Linked DNA regions of Zea mays: region 1 is linked to region 2. Evidence: chromatin contacts called from public Hi-C data. All regions are on one chromosome and are shown on one strand. The core of a region is the stretch at or near the end of the contact, and the rest is flanking DNA. Distances in the headings are between cores, read along the strand shown.

What was found. Hi-C and Micro-C count contacts between places; a contact is called where the count stands out from the background.
Region 1: a contact with region 2 is called in a Hi-C map of leaf, with 6 times the contacts expected there. The contact joins the promoter of LOC542364 here to the promoter of LOC100285494 in region 2. A contact is called at or near these places in 4 of 25 Hi-C or Micro-C datasets (ear, leaf and tassel).

Annotation. Positions count from the first base shown.
Region 1 is chr4:14,482,688-14,489,565 of Zm-B73-REFERENCE-NAM-5.0, forward strand. LOC542364 (alcohol dehydrogenase 2) reads left to right here and starts at 3,998. Exons shown (of 10, transcript NM_001111940.1): 1 at 3,998-4,157; 2 at 4,253-4,389; 3 at 4,491-4,537; 4 at 5,006-5,331; 5 at 5,425-5,507; 6 at 5,620-5,695; 7 at 6,215-6,276; 8 at 6,401-6,496; 9 at 6,588-6,749; 10 at 6,865-6,878. The coding sequence starts at 4,124.
Region 2 is chr4:14,220,291-14,227,950 of Zm-B73-REFERENCE-NAM-5.0, forward strand. It overlaps LOC100285494 (serine carboxypeptidase F13S12.6), which reads left to right and starts at 5,376. Exons shown (of 10, transcript NM_001158386.2): 1 at 5,376-5,829; 2 at 6,987-7,094; 3 at 7,209-7,301; 4 at 7,377-7,469; 5 at 7,571-7,656. The coding sequence starts at 5,583.

The sequences.
Region 1 (6,878 bases), core at 2,748-5,247, 260 kb after region 2:
AGAAAGAAGAAGAAAAGAAAAGAGGTGCAAAAGGCTTGGCTGTGTACAGCCAAGACTCAGCTCAGTCTGGCACACCGGACTGTCCGGTGGTGCACCGGACAGTGTCTGGTGCGCCAGGTTGACTCGAAGTGAACTGGCCGCTCTCGGGAATTTCACCGGCGACGTACGACTATAATTCACCGGACTGTCCGGTGAGCCAACGGTCGCCGGGCCAACGGTCGGCCGCGGAATCCGTGCGCGACACGTGGCCGAGCCAACGGTCGGAAGGGGGCACCGGACTGTCCGGTGTGCACCGGACATGTCCGGTGCGCCAACGGCTCCCAGATCTGCAACGGTCGGCTGCGCCGTTTAAGGAAAGAAATCGGGCACCGGACAGTGTCCGGTGTGCACCGGACTGTCCGGTGCACCAGTCGACAGAAGGCAAGATTAGCCTTCCAGATTTGCTCTCAACGGCTCCTAGCTGCCTTGGGGCTATAAAAGGGACCCCTAGGCGCATGGAGGAGGACAACAAGCATTCCTACAACATTCCTAAGCACCAAGACATCGATTCCGCGCATTTGGTTCATTGTGATAGCATCTAGAGCTCTTGTTGAGTTGTGAACTCATTGAGTGGTGTTGCGAGCTCTTGTTGCGACTTGTGTGCGTGCTGTTGCTCTGATTTTGAGTCTTGTGTGCGTTGCTAGTTCCTCCCTTACTCCGTATTTCTTTGTGAATCTCAAGTGTAAGGGCGAGAGGCTCCAAGTTGTGGAGATTCCTCGCAAACGGGATATTGAAAGGCAAAGCAAAACACCGTGGTATTCAAGTTGGTCTTTTGGACCGCTTGAGAGGGGTTGATTGCAACCCTCGTCCGTTGGGACGCCACAACGTGGAGTAGGCAAGCGTTGGTCTTGGCCGAACCACGGGATAAACCACTGTGTCATCTCTGTGTTTGTTCTCTTGTGGTATTGCGTTTTGTTGAGACTCCTCTCTAGCCACTTGGCGATTATTGTGCTAACACTTAACAAGTTTTTGTGGCTATAAGTTTAAGTTTCACAGGATCACCTATTCACCCCCCCTCTAGGTGCTCTCAGAACTTCTACCGGCAAGTGTGGCACGTGCTCTTCAATGATGAGACCATGCAAATCATGGCATATATCGAAGTCTACATGATACTGATGGTTGCAATGTAGTAGTGAAACAACTAAATTAAAATAACAAAATTTATGTATGGCGATGATTACAAATGGATTATGAAACATTTTCTTATAACAATATAAGACACATTTTGTATATAAGTTATCATGTTATTATATGTTTCCGTTGCTACGCACGGGCACTCACCTAGTTCATCGTAGAAGGTCATAAGACATAAGTGTTGTAGTGATTGTGCACATGAAAAGGAGTGGTGTTGGGTCTAAACTAAATAAAAGCAATGGTCAGATGAGCATAAGTTTTTTTGGCCAGAATTGTTTTGCAGAAGATACTCCATGCGCTACACATGAAAATGAGTGGTGTTTGGTCCAAGCTTTGATAAAAAGCAATGGTTACATACTTAAGTTGGAATCTCAGACTCGCTTCCTCATGGAGTCTAGCATGCTCCATCATGATTATAAGGAGTGTCCATTGAAAATTGAACAGTTATAAACATGGATCCCAAATTAGATGAAACATTTAAATAGGAAAAGTTATAGAGAACATGACAATAGACGCTAACTTGAAGTAGTAAAGTATAAGTATGCAATGCATATGATGTTGCCTCTATAAGAACATCAGTGTTCTCTTCAATGTATCATCGTGATAATTCGCTATGTTATTTTGTTTAATCACCATCGGATCCATGAAGCCCACATTACAAATCCCTTCTTTGCGGCTCCTTTAGATCTCCACCCAATACGATATGAAATAGGCTTAAGGTCACACAAATAGTGAATAGACATAAGTGTAATGTCGGCAAGAGATATCGAGAACACTTACAAAAACCTAGCAACTAGTGAGAGAAAAGACTGAGAGCGTCTCGCTCGTGCATATGATAAATATTCTCAAAAATATAGGTCCGATTAGTCGAGTCGAAATCCAACCACAAGAGTTGTATGCCATTGAAGTAGTTGGTATCTTGATGACCATGCTAATATAGGTCCTCTCAACAGCTAATTTCTCCATGTACCATTCATGGAATCTGCGCATTTATGTTGCAAGTTCTTTGACCAGCTCTGGTATGACTAGAAACTTGCCATACTCATACTTCCAAACTGTTGAAGTTGTTGCGTATGTACTTTCTAGCCCCAACATGTGTTCTTTCATCAGGCCTACAGACTTCAAAAATGCCTCCATATTAATACCATTTTTGGATGGCATGTTACTAATTGGTTGAGGCTATTTTTCGAGTTGTAACTCATCTTTTTAACATGTTTCCTTAAGATTTCTTGATAGAGTGATCATAATCTGATAGAATAGCTTTCTTTTGTTTCTCACTCATATTCACAAAGAACCTCCTCGTTACTGGGTCTATTGGTTATTTCTTTGGAGAAGATATCTTTCTTAAATGATCCTTCACCTTGGTAGCCATAAACAGTAAATACAAATAGCAAATAATTTTAATTTCCACAAAATAAATTTAAATATACTAAAATAAAAACAAATAGTGACATGAATGTGTCACCCAAGTTTAAGAACAAAAATTTTATAAATTTTTAATCTAAAAAATAGTAATTAATGCCATGTTCTATAAACTGAATCAAAGACATCGAAATAGATTTTATTATTTTAAAGTTAAGGTGTTACATAACCTTATAGCTTGCTATTGTTTTCACTAGTACAAAAAAGGTATATAGAGACGGTTTGTAATCTATCTTCACTAGCGTTTTTAGAACCATCAGTGGTAGAGCACAGTAGAAATGTTTTCTCACATGCGGTTAATTGAGAACCACTAGTGAAAATCGATTTTTAACTACAGTTCAGTTATGACAACCGTTAGTTGAAATTGATTTTCACTAGCGGATGAGATATGAAATCCGCCATTAAAAATCTTTTTTAGGAAATATAAACTGGGTTTTAAAAGTAGCAAAATAAAAAATATTATGGACCCCCACACTGACAGCGATCGAATTACAAAGTTTCGTAACTTTTAGAGATCTACAACTTTTATTTATATGATTTTTACGTACAAGGTCATTTGAGAAACTAAAAAATCTAGATAAAATGAATTTTACTAGCGGATTTCATAAGAAACTGCTAGTAGAAATGCACGATTTTCACTGGCGCTTTTTTTTAAGAAAACCACTAGTACAAAGTTGTTTCCACGGGCAGTTCTTAAATCGGGCCAGCCAATTTGTTTTCACTGGTACTCGATAACCAAAATCGCTTGTAGAAATTAGACTTCACCGCAGACATAGAGCTTTTTTACTAGTGTTTTTTATAGTTTTTAGAGAAAAATTGAGCTATAGCTCTCTATTTATAAAATAGTATGTGCTCTATTTTTAATTATAAGATGTTTTATGTTTTAATATAATTTTTATATACTTGTAAGTACATGTATAATATAATTAATATAACGAAACTTAAATATCTTATAATTTAGGGCCAGTTGGAAATATAGCACTCAAAATTTTAAAAATTGGAAATTAGTTCATTTTTATACCTCTCTATGGTATCAAAATGAACTAGCTATCTAATTTTGTACAGTTAAGGGACATATATACAATTATTAATTCTATAATTTATCATTGAGAAGTAGTCCTAGCTAAGTACCACTAGAGGACCCGGAAAACGGTAAACAAGAAACCGCCGGAGGCAGAAACCGGCGGCCCGAAGGCTGGCTCGCGGAGGCCGGGAAAACGGAATGCGGCAGCGGACAGTCGGACACCTCCCTGCCTCCCTGGTTTCTAACCGCGACTACAAAAAAAATCCGAGCCTTTCTTCCCCCACTTGCGCCGCTACGGTCCAGGCGTTCTTGCTGCCTCCCTCGTAGACTAGACTCTAGACCACTATATATACAGTACTCGTCCCCGTTTTCTTCCTCACCAACTTCTCATCATCAGCCAAGTGTAAAGAGTGCGAAGAAGCAGTAGCAAAAGGATTCCATTCTCGTGTTCTTGGAGTGGTCCATCGATCGAGCTCCGTGAAAGAGAGAGAGAGAGAGCAAGCAATGGCGACAGCAGGGAAGGTGATCAAGTGCAGAGGTGCGTGCGTCTTCTACCTCCACCTTTCGTGATGGCTACTAGCTAGCTAGCAGCCTAAATCACTGGATTGATTTTGTTCTTGGATCCCTCTGCAGCCGCCGTGGCGTGGGAGGCCGGCAAACCGCTGTCCATCGAGGAGGTGGAGGTAGCGCCGCCGCAGGCCATGGAGGTGCGTATCAAGATCCTCTACACCGCGCTCTGCCACACCGACGTCTACTTCTGGGAGGCCAAGGTCTGTGCCTGCTGCATCTCTAGCCGCAGAACGTTGATATGCATGAGCATGACAGATCTGGGCCTAACCAGTGATTTTTGGCTGAATCTTGTCTTGTGCAGGGGCAAACCCCGGTGTTCCCGAGGATCTTAGGACACGAAGCGGGAGGGTATGCTTCCATCTCCCTGTCCTCTTGTGCTGTTACTGTTTTCTCTACTGCCTGTACTGAGCTCATCACTTTCTTTCCACTGTTTTTTTAGATGTGCACCTATGTGTCTTATTATCATGCGATTCTACTAGTTTAATTTAGCGCGTCGGTTCTAAACATAGCTCGTCAATTCATGATTCATCTCGAGCACAGCTGGTTTGGCAGTGGATTTAAGATCCACTACTAAAGAAAGCAAGCGTGCATATTTTATTGAATTAATTGGGTATAAATTAAAGCCTCATGTGCAGATTCAAGGAACACACAACGTCAGCCATGAGCCCATGACACAAAGAATCTGCACTTAAGATGTTTATTCTTTCATTTTTTTCTCCATAAGACGGATAGAGACAAGCTACAGCAGCCAGGACCACTAATACTAGCTCTGTTAATACGTCTATTTCCAAGCTAACGACCCGCTCTTGGTCGCAGCATCGTGGAGAGCGTCGGAGAGGGCGTGACCGAGCTCGCGCCAGGCGACCACGTCCTCCCGGTGTTCACCGGCGAGTGCAAGGAGTGCGCCCACTGCAAGTCGGAGGAGAGCAACATGTGCGACCTCCTCAGGATCAACGTCGACCGCGGCGTGATGATCGGCGACGGTAAGTCCCGCTTCACCATCAGCGGGCAGCCCATCTTCCACTTCGTCGGGACGTCCACCTTCAGCGAGTACACCGTCATCCACGTCGGCTGCCTGGCCAAGATCAACCCCGAGGCGCCTCTCGACAAAGTCTGCATCCTCAGCTGTGGTATCTCGACCGGTAAGCAAAGATGCCATTTCCATTCCATGGCCATGCCGTGCTTTAGCAGGATGGCTTACAGCTTACTGAACTGTCGCCGTCGTTTTGGTGCAGGCCTTGGCGCGACACTGAATGTGGCGAAACCAGCCAAGGGCTCGACGGTGGCGATTTTCGGGCTTGGGGCTGTAGGCCTTGCTGTAAGTGGTGGTGGAAGTTTTATGAGGTTTATTTTTTTTCATATGATTGGAATATGTATGGAATGAACACTCACTGTATACTATATATGTTTCAACGTACATGATCGATCAGGCTATGGAAGGTGCTAGACTGGCTGGTGCATCAAGGATCATCGGCGTGGACATCAACCCAGCAAAATACGAGCAAGGTATAACTAAACTAATTAATGCCATCTTAGGCCTTATTTTTTTACACCAATCCAGCTCTGATTAATGTGGATTGGAATTAAATCTATATCATAATCCATACTCCAAAATAATCCAAACCTAATTAATTTTTTATCCAGTTAAACCCATCCTAAACTATAACAAAGGCTTTGTGAATTTTTTAAACTATAGAAGGCATAGATTCTATCCATAGCTCACTAGATATGAAACAAAATCCATAAAAATATTATACAAATTTATATTAGAATCCATGTATTAAAAATAAGTAGGTTTGAAAGATACATAGATTAAATGATGGATTTAATCTCACCATAAGATTGAGTGTGAGGTATGGATTCACCCAGTTCAGAACCGGATTAAATCCATGATGTGATGTCATTTCATCCATTGCAACCGAACAAGACCTTATATATTATGTGTGAAATGGCAGTTTTGTACTTGTATGATTCTTGATGCCTGCGGCACAGAGAACTTACTTCCATTTGCTTTTCGTTTTTCAGCTAAGAAATTTGGCTGCACTGAATTCGTTAACCCCAAGGACCACGACAAGCCAGTGCAAGAGGTGTGCTTAGCTTTGTCGCAGTATATATATTACTGACGGCGATCCTTTGTTCAGGACAAAGAAACTAAAATCCTACATGTATCTGATATCCACTGCTCGTTGGTGCTCCTGTGTTGCATTGCAGGTGCTGATTGAGCTGACCAACGGCGGCGTCGACCGCAGCGTGGAGTGCACCGGTAACATCAACGCCATGATATCCGCCTTCGAATGTGTCCACGACGTATGTGCTCGCCTCAGCTCAATCTTGTGCGATTCTATCACCACCATCATCTGCTTTCAGGCTGAAATGGAACTCTGAAATGCAAATGCAGGGCTGGGGTGTCGCCGTGCTGGTGGGTGTCCCGCACAAGGACGACCAGTTCAAGACCCACCCCATGAACTTCCTCAGCGAGAAGACACTCAAGGGCACCTTCTTCGGAAACTACAAGCCCCGCACCGACCTGCCCAACGTCGTCGAGATGTACATGAAGAAGGTAAGCCGCCGCCTGAAGAACCTTGGAGTACGTACCTGACCTGCTTACGGTTCAACCGTATCCCTGACTGACGATCAACATGCGATGTGTGTGTTTGTGTTGTGTACGTACGTAGGAGCTGGAGCTGGA
Region 2 (7,660 bases), core at 4,126-6,625:
GCAGGCGGGCAGGAGCAGCGGTCACGTCGTCAGCCAAGCTTACGTCCCATCCAGGGGCAGCGAGAGAACCCTCTCTCACGGCGTGAAGACGGCGCGCCCGTGTTCCGTTCCTCGAACGGCTCGCGCACGCGCAACGACCACCTCGCGAACCACTCGCCCCGTCGCATTAACTCCGCGGCGGGACAGGCGGCGCCTCTGGCAGGAGAAGCGAGCGACGCTTCGCCTTCGCCATAATGACCGCGTCAAAAAAGGTACACCACGTCATTCGATTTCGTATCCCTTTCCTTTTCCTCTTTCTCTCTCTTACAACTAGGACCAGGGAAGGGGGATACCCCGAAAAGGATCCTTCTCCATGAAGGAAACATGCCCCGAGCCTCCTTACTGATCAGAGGTTCAAAGGCTGGCCCCTCGGAGGGGTTCAACAGCCGCCTCAGAGCGCTTGGGTTCCGCGCCCACTACTGGTCAGAGGTTCGAAGGCCGGCCCCTCGGAAGGGTTCAACGGCCGCCTCAGGCCGCTCGGGCTCCGCGCCCACTACTGATCAGGGGTTCGTAGGCTGGCCCTCAAAGGGTTCACAGCCGCCTCAGACACAGAGCGAGGGATGACCCTGGGTACGTTCGATACATAACCAAGGCTCGGGCTACGCTCCCGATGTACCCTAGGACATTTCCGAGACCAGCGGGAACGATCTTGTAACGGAATCCCATCAGAGGGAGGCATCGAGCCCTCGGACCCCGTCGAAAGGGGACCGGGTCCGGCAGGTCACCCGCAGGTACTTTTGGAGCGCGCCTCCGGGCCTCTAGCCGACCCCTAACAAATGGGGCACGAGCGTCCACTCGGATTACCCGCCAGCAGCTCACTGGAGACACCATGTTCGGCGCCCTCCGAGGGCAACATGGCGCTTTCCCCCCCTCCTCCTTGCGGAAAGGCGACGCAGGGGCGTATGTAAAAAAGTCGAGTCTGTCCTTGACCGTCCTCTCGCCCTGTGCATAGGCTCGGGGGCTGCTCTCGTAAACCCGGCTCCGGCCAAACCGTTGACAGCGTCAACATACCAGCCCGAGAACTTGGGACCCGACCGTGCACCCGGGCTACGGCCAGCTCGCATGAGGGAACGACCAGACCAGACGAAGCATTACGCGAGGCATTAAGACCTCGGAGGAGTCAAACCACTCCTCCGAGGCCTCGGGGGCTACACCCGGCGGGTGCGCTCGCGCGCGCCCACCGGAACAAAACGCAACCGAGAAAGGCTGGTCCCCTTGCAAAAAAGTGCGACAAAAGCCTCTAAGCGAGTATTAACACTCCCTTCGAGGCTCGGGGGCTACTGTCAGGGACCATAATTAGGGGTACCCTCAAGACTCCTAAATCTCAGCTGGTAACCCCCATCAGCATAAAGCTGCAAAGGCCTGATGGGTGCGACTAAGTCAAGGATCGGTCCATTCGAGGGACGCGATCACGCCTCGCCCGAGCCCAGCCTCGGGCAAGGGCAGCCGACCCCGGAGGATCTACGTCTCGCCCGAGGCCCCCCTCCAGCAACGGACACACCTTCGGCTCGTCCGAGGCCCAGTCTTCACCAAGAAGCAACCTAGGCCAAATCGCCACGCCAACCGACCAAATCGCAGGGGCATTTAATGCAAAGGTGGCCTGACACCTTTATCCTGACGCACGCCCTCCAGTCGACAGAGCCGAAGTGACCGCAGTCACTTCGCCGCTCCACTGACCGATCTGACAAGGGGACAGCGCCGCCTGCGTCGCACCGACTGCTGAGCCACTCGACAGAGTGAGGCTGACAGCAGCCAAGACCGGCCTCAGGCGCCATAGGAAACTCCGCTCCGCCCGACCCCAGGGCTCGGACTCGGGCTCAGCCCCGGAAGACGACAAACTCCGCTTCGCCCGACCCCAGGGCTCGGACTCGGGCTCAGCCCCGGAAGACGACGAACTCCGCTTCGCCCGACCCTAGGGCTCGGACTTGGGCTCAGCCCCGGAAGACGACGAACTCCGCTTCGCCCGACCCTAGGGCTCGGACTCGGGCTCAGCCCCGGAAGACGACGAACTCCGCTTCGCCTGACCCCAGGGCTCGGACTCGGGCTCAGCCCCGGAAGACGACGAACTCCGCTTCGCCCGACCCCAGGGCTCGGACTCGGGCTCAGCCCCGGAAGACGACGAACTCCGCTTCGCCCGACCCCAGGGCTCGGACTCAGCCCTGGCCTCAGCCGACGGTCTCCGCCTCGCCCGACCCAGGGGCTCGGACTCGACCTCGGCCTCGGAAGACAGACTCGACCTCGACCTCGGAGGAGCCTCCACATCGCCCAACCCAGGGCACGGACCGACCACGTCAACAGGAGGCGCCATCATTACCCTGCCCCAAGCTGACTCAGGCTACGGGGAACAAGACCGGCGTCCCATCTGGCTCGCTCCGCCAGACAAGTAATGATGGCGCCCCGCGCGCTCTATGACGATGGCGGCTCTCAGCCCCCTTACGGAAGCAAGAGGACGTCAGCAAGGACTCGACAGCCCCGACAGCTGTCCTTCCGCCAGGCTCCAGCGCTCCTCCGACGGCCACGACACCACACGAACCGGGTGCCAAAACCTCTCCGGCTGCCACGATGGCATGTACTTAGGGCGCTAGCTCTCCTCCGCTAGACACGTTAGCACACTGCTACACCCCCATTGTACACCTGGATCCTTTCCTTGCGCCTATAAAAGGAAGGACCAGGGCCCTCTTACAGAGGGTTGGCCGCGCGGGGAAGGACGGGACGGCGCTCGCGTGAGGCCGCTCGCTCCCTTCCGCGTGGACGCTTGTAACCCCCTACTGCAAGCGCACCCGACCAGGGCGCGGGACAAACACGAAGGCCGCGGGATTCCACCTCTCACGCCCGTCTCCCTCCGGCTGCTTCCCCCCTTCGCGCTCCGTCTCGCACCGACCCATCTGGGCTGGGGCACGCGGCGATAATTTACTCGTCGGTCCAGGGACCCCCGGGTTCGAAACACCGACACATACCCATCCCCATTCGGGTTTCGGGTCCCCAATGGGTCCCCATCCCCAATTAAGAGATAACTAGGTACTAACAGGTAGCACAAACTATTTAGATTTCAGACATCACCACATCGACAAGCACTCATCCATGAACCATGATCCATTCATATCCATCCATCAAAAAAGAAATAAGTACTTCGAGACCGATAGAATAAATGAAGAAATAGAGTCTACTCACCTTCCTTGGTCACCATCTGAGTTCGTTGACGCCTGAGAATTCATGGTCGTTATCAACGTCTGGGCAGGGCGTAGCATATGGCTAGTTTATTTTAGGGTTTTGTTTGTTGCTAGTCTGCTAGTTGCCTTGTTGTGTTGCCTTGTTGGGCTAGGACCTGGGGCCTGGTGCGCTGTCGTGCTGGGCTTGGTGGCCGGCTCGGCCTCAACTCATTCATACAAACACGACAGATGTAGACGTATGAAATACCCATGGGTAATCGGGTTCAGATTATTGCTTCCCAAACTTTTACCCAATGGGTAGAGATTTTGTCCCATATCCATACTCATGGTGACAATTTTTGTCCCATACCCGTACCCTAATAGGCGAATTTCCCACGGGTTAGCGAGTATCGGGTCCCCATTGACATCTCTACTAGCATATCTACCATGTTTAACCAAGATACGATGTGAATAGCATGAATCAATCGTTACAACCAGATGCGCATTGGACCGAACGAAGAATGCGTTAATGTAGTGGAAGTAGTCGAATGTCCTCACGTACCGGCAAGAGCAACATGTTCACATGTCCTCCTCGAGTTCGTTGCTGGTGAATGCCACAGTAACAATAGCAGTGTCTCCACGACATCTATGTGTGCAATGATAAAGGGCTGTGAAGTCGGTGTGGTAGCTCGGTGGAACGAGAGAAATGACGATATTGTATATCAAAATAAGTTCATTGAAAGATATTCAAATGTCTACCTAATAGTATTGATTATCTATTATAAATGTCAATAGTTCCTTTTATACTCTATATATTGTAAATTATTAGACGTTTTCCCCCTAGATATATCGCTTCTATTATAAATATAAATCTAGATATACTCACTGTATATATAAGTATATATAGTAAATAAAATCTATATATTTAAAAAGAAATAAAAACGTGTAGTAACTTAGAACGGAGAGAATATATACGATAAAATTAAAGGTTAATTAACTATTTAAAAAACGAGATTAACAAAAAAGAAGAAGCATATTAACAACTATTTTGAAAACTGGGCGAACATTTAAGTAATCCAGAGCTAGGCTACTGCTGCTGGAGTACTGGACGCGTCTGACATGAGACTGTCTTCAGCGCATGCCACGCCCTTCCCCCTCCCCTTGCACTGTGCACGTTTAGGGTAACGAGATGGGTGCAGCGGCCACCTCTAAACCTTCTCCTGCAAGCAACAGTGGTAGCGCTGAGAGCAGTGCTCCGCTAGATATGGAGGGCTGTGGCAAGCCCTCTAAATACTGTGCTTGTACTGTTCAATTAATTGTTAGTAGAATAAAAATTGATAGGAGGTGAAAAGTAAGTATAGAAAATGTTTGTAGTGGGGTGTAGGGGAAGGATTTAGGGGGAACCGCTGTACAGGGTGGAGATATAGAGGGAAAGAGAACGCTGATGTGGCACGTGAGTGGGATATAGGGGGCCAAATTTAGGGGCAACCGCTGAAGACAGTCTGATGGGGCTTGAATGAGGTGAGCTGTGAGCCTGACGGGCCACATATGCCAAGCCATTGCAGCCTTCCTTGGTGACGGCCGGGGCTGACGCACGGGCTTGAATGCCTCTGACCTCTGACCCGACCCTACTCCAACTCAAGCTGAGAATGGCTGCCAGTAGTAAATGGCTTCTTATCGCTTCCCTGGTACTCCCTCCAACGGCTACCTATTCATCAGTCTCAGGTAGGGGGTAGGAGTAGTAGGAGTCATAATGCCGACCAACCCTAGATCCTAAGCCCTAATGCTTACCTTAAACAAGACCAAGAGTTCAGTTCCAGTGGTTGAAATGAGAGCTGAAACGCCTGTACTGTACTGTACTGTAATGTACCATGTGGAAAATGGGATTGCACTTGCAGGCCATGAACAGGAGGAACTAGTACACTGCTGCAAAGAATGACAACTGGCACGATATCTTGTATCGATAAATCATATAATAAAAAATCCACCACCTACATATGTTGTCGAGGAAAATGAAAGGTAATTAACCACGTACTAACATTTTCAATTTGCATCTTGTATATTTCCCGACGAAACAGAAGGTCAAAGTCGTCAGCGCCTCCGACGAAAATCAGGAGCAGAAACCGTCGGATGGAAACGAAACAAACTCAAAACTGAAATGACAACAACTCACGAGCTAATCGCACAGTCTTTTTCGCGTGGCTTGGCTGACATGTGAAAAAGCTAGGCGCCCCCGATAAAAAGGGCCTCCCCGCTCCCCGGACGCGGCGGCTACTGTTTCTGTTTCTTCCTTCGACCCCGGTCGTCCCGTCCTCCGCTGGGCATCGAAAGTCGAACGCCTCCCCCCTCCCTCCCTCCCAGTTCCGTCGTCGGCTCCTGCAGCAGCAGCAAGCAATGGCGGCTTCCTGGAGAGCCGTGGCGCTGGCGGTGGCCGCAGTGGGCTGGCTTCTTGCCGGTGCCGCGCGGGCGTTCCCGGCCGAGGACTTGGTCGCGCGGCTGCCGGGGCAGCCTCCGGTCACGTTCAGGCAGTTCGCCGGGTACGTGGACGTCGACGCCAAGGCCGGCAGGAGCCTCTTCTACTACTTCGCCGAGGCGCGGGAGGACGCCGCCGCCAAGCCGCTCACGCTGTGGCTGAATGGAGGTCGGTTGCTACCGCTCGCCTCCTCCTCTCCTCTTCTCTCCTCTCTCTCAGTAAAGCAATTTTTTTTTGCTGGAGTTCGTTCTCTCTTGTGTTTACTGCGCCTGAACCGACGGTTTTGGTCCCTCTGGACGTTACTTTGCATCTGATGAATTCCAAAACCGAACCGTTTAGTTAATTTGGCTGTTGTTGAGAATTTCATTTGATTCGCTTCTTTTGAGTTTTGTCATGGTGCCTTGAATTTTGATGGACTTTGTTTTTCGAGAAATTTGTGATTTTGCCACTTCTTCACAGATCCATTGGATCCCAGTCCGCCTCTGGGCTCTTCTTGTTATCTCTCTTGTAGCTTCGTTTGGTGTTTCTGAGCAGAAACAAAACATATCTCATGTTCCATCACTTATTATAGTGGCACCTGTACTGTTTCATTAAGGAAAATAATTGGTATTTTTTCCCACTCAATACGTTTCTTTACAAATTTTATTATTTATTGGTGCATTAGTTATTACTTTACTGTAGCCATGACCAGGGATTGAAACTAATAATCAATTTTCTCAAATATGCCTTTGTTAAAATATAATAGTATACCTTTAAGAAAAAAAATCTATATTTTATTCTCTATCCAGCATATGTTTCATTGTTCAGGTGGGTGGGGATTAATGATGCCAGGTAGAGTGTTTCCTGGACTGGAAACAGAGGACTAGCTCCTATTCGTTACCTGCTCCACACCCACCTCACCTGTCAAGAAAAAAAAAATAGTAAGGAATTAACATTAATAACTTGCATCGTGACACCCTGTTTGCTAAGTACTTAAGTACTAGGGTGTCTTTGTCATTGGATGTCACCATGTGACCTTGCCCGTTTAGAGCCTTACTCTATCTATCGGGCTCTGTGTGGACGTGTGGTCCTTGTGGATGTCAAAAGAAGTGAGAAATCATTTGATCCCCATGCATCAAAAGACACCGGAAGAAAGCTAGCTTCAGGCATAATTCGATTTTCATATCAGAGGATGAAAAGGAAACACTTTTTTTTTTTAAAAAAAATAAACTTCTTAGTACATTTTGGTTACTAGTTACAACAACAATGACTATGAACTTAATGAATGGTCAGGAAATGCACTTTAACGTTCTCCTGCTTGAAGTCTCAGCCCATTTGGTTGTCAGGTCCTGGCTGTTCTTCGGTTGGAGGTGGTGCTTTCACCGAGCTAGGGCCATTTTATCCGCGAGGAGACGGCCGAGGCCTCAGATTGAACAAGAAGTCATGGAACAGAGGTCGATCTTTAGGCTGTCGCTATATTTCCATCCCATTCTTCTTCAGTAAAGAATGGAAAGTGCAGGTCTTAACAGAGGTAGATCTTCGATGCTCTTTTACCTTTGATTTCACAGCGTCCAATCTTCTGTTCGTGGAGTCACCGGCTGGAGTTGGATGGTCTTATTCGAACACTTCATCGGACTACAGCACTGGAGACGTGCGGACTGGTCAGTTGCTCTGACAGTTGATTGAACACAGCGAGCTAAGCTGGGATCTCACTGTTCGTCAATCTAACTATGCAGCTCATGACATGTACCAATTTTTGTTGGGATGGTATGCGAAGTTTCCTGAGTACAGATCAAGAGCTTTGTTCCTTACCGGAGAGAGTTACGCAGGTAGCGAAGTACATTTCAATTAAGTGTGAATTCTATGTTTTTAGCAGAACCTGCTGTGTCTTGTTTGGTGAATGGTAGTACTGATAAATAACACAACGCAGGGCATTACATACCACAGCTCGCTGATGTACTTATCACCCATAACGAGAAATCCAAGGGTTTCAAGTTCAATATTAAGGGAGTCGCTGTAA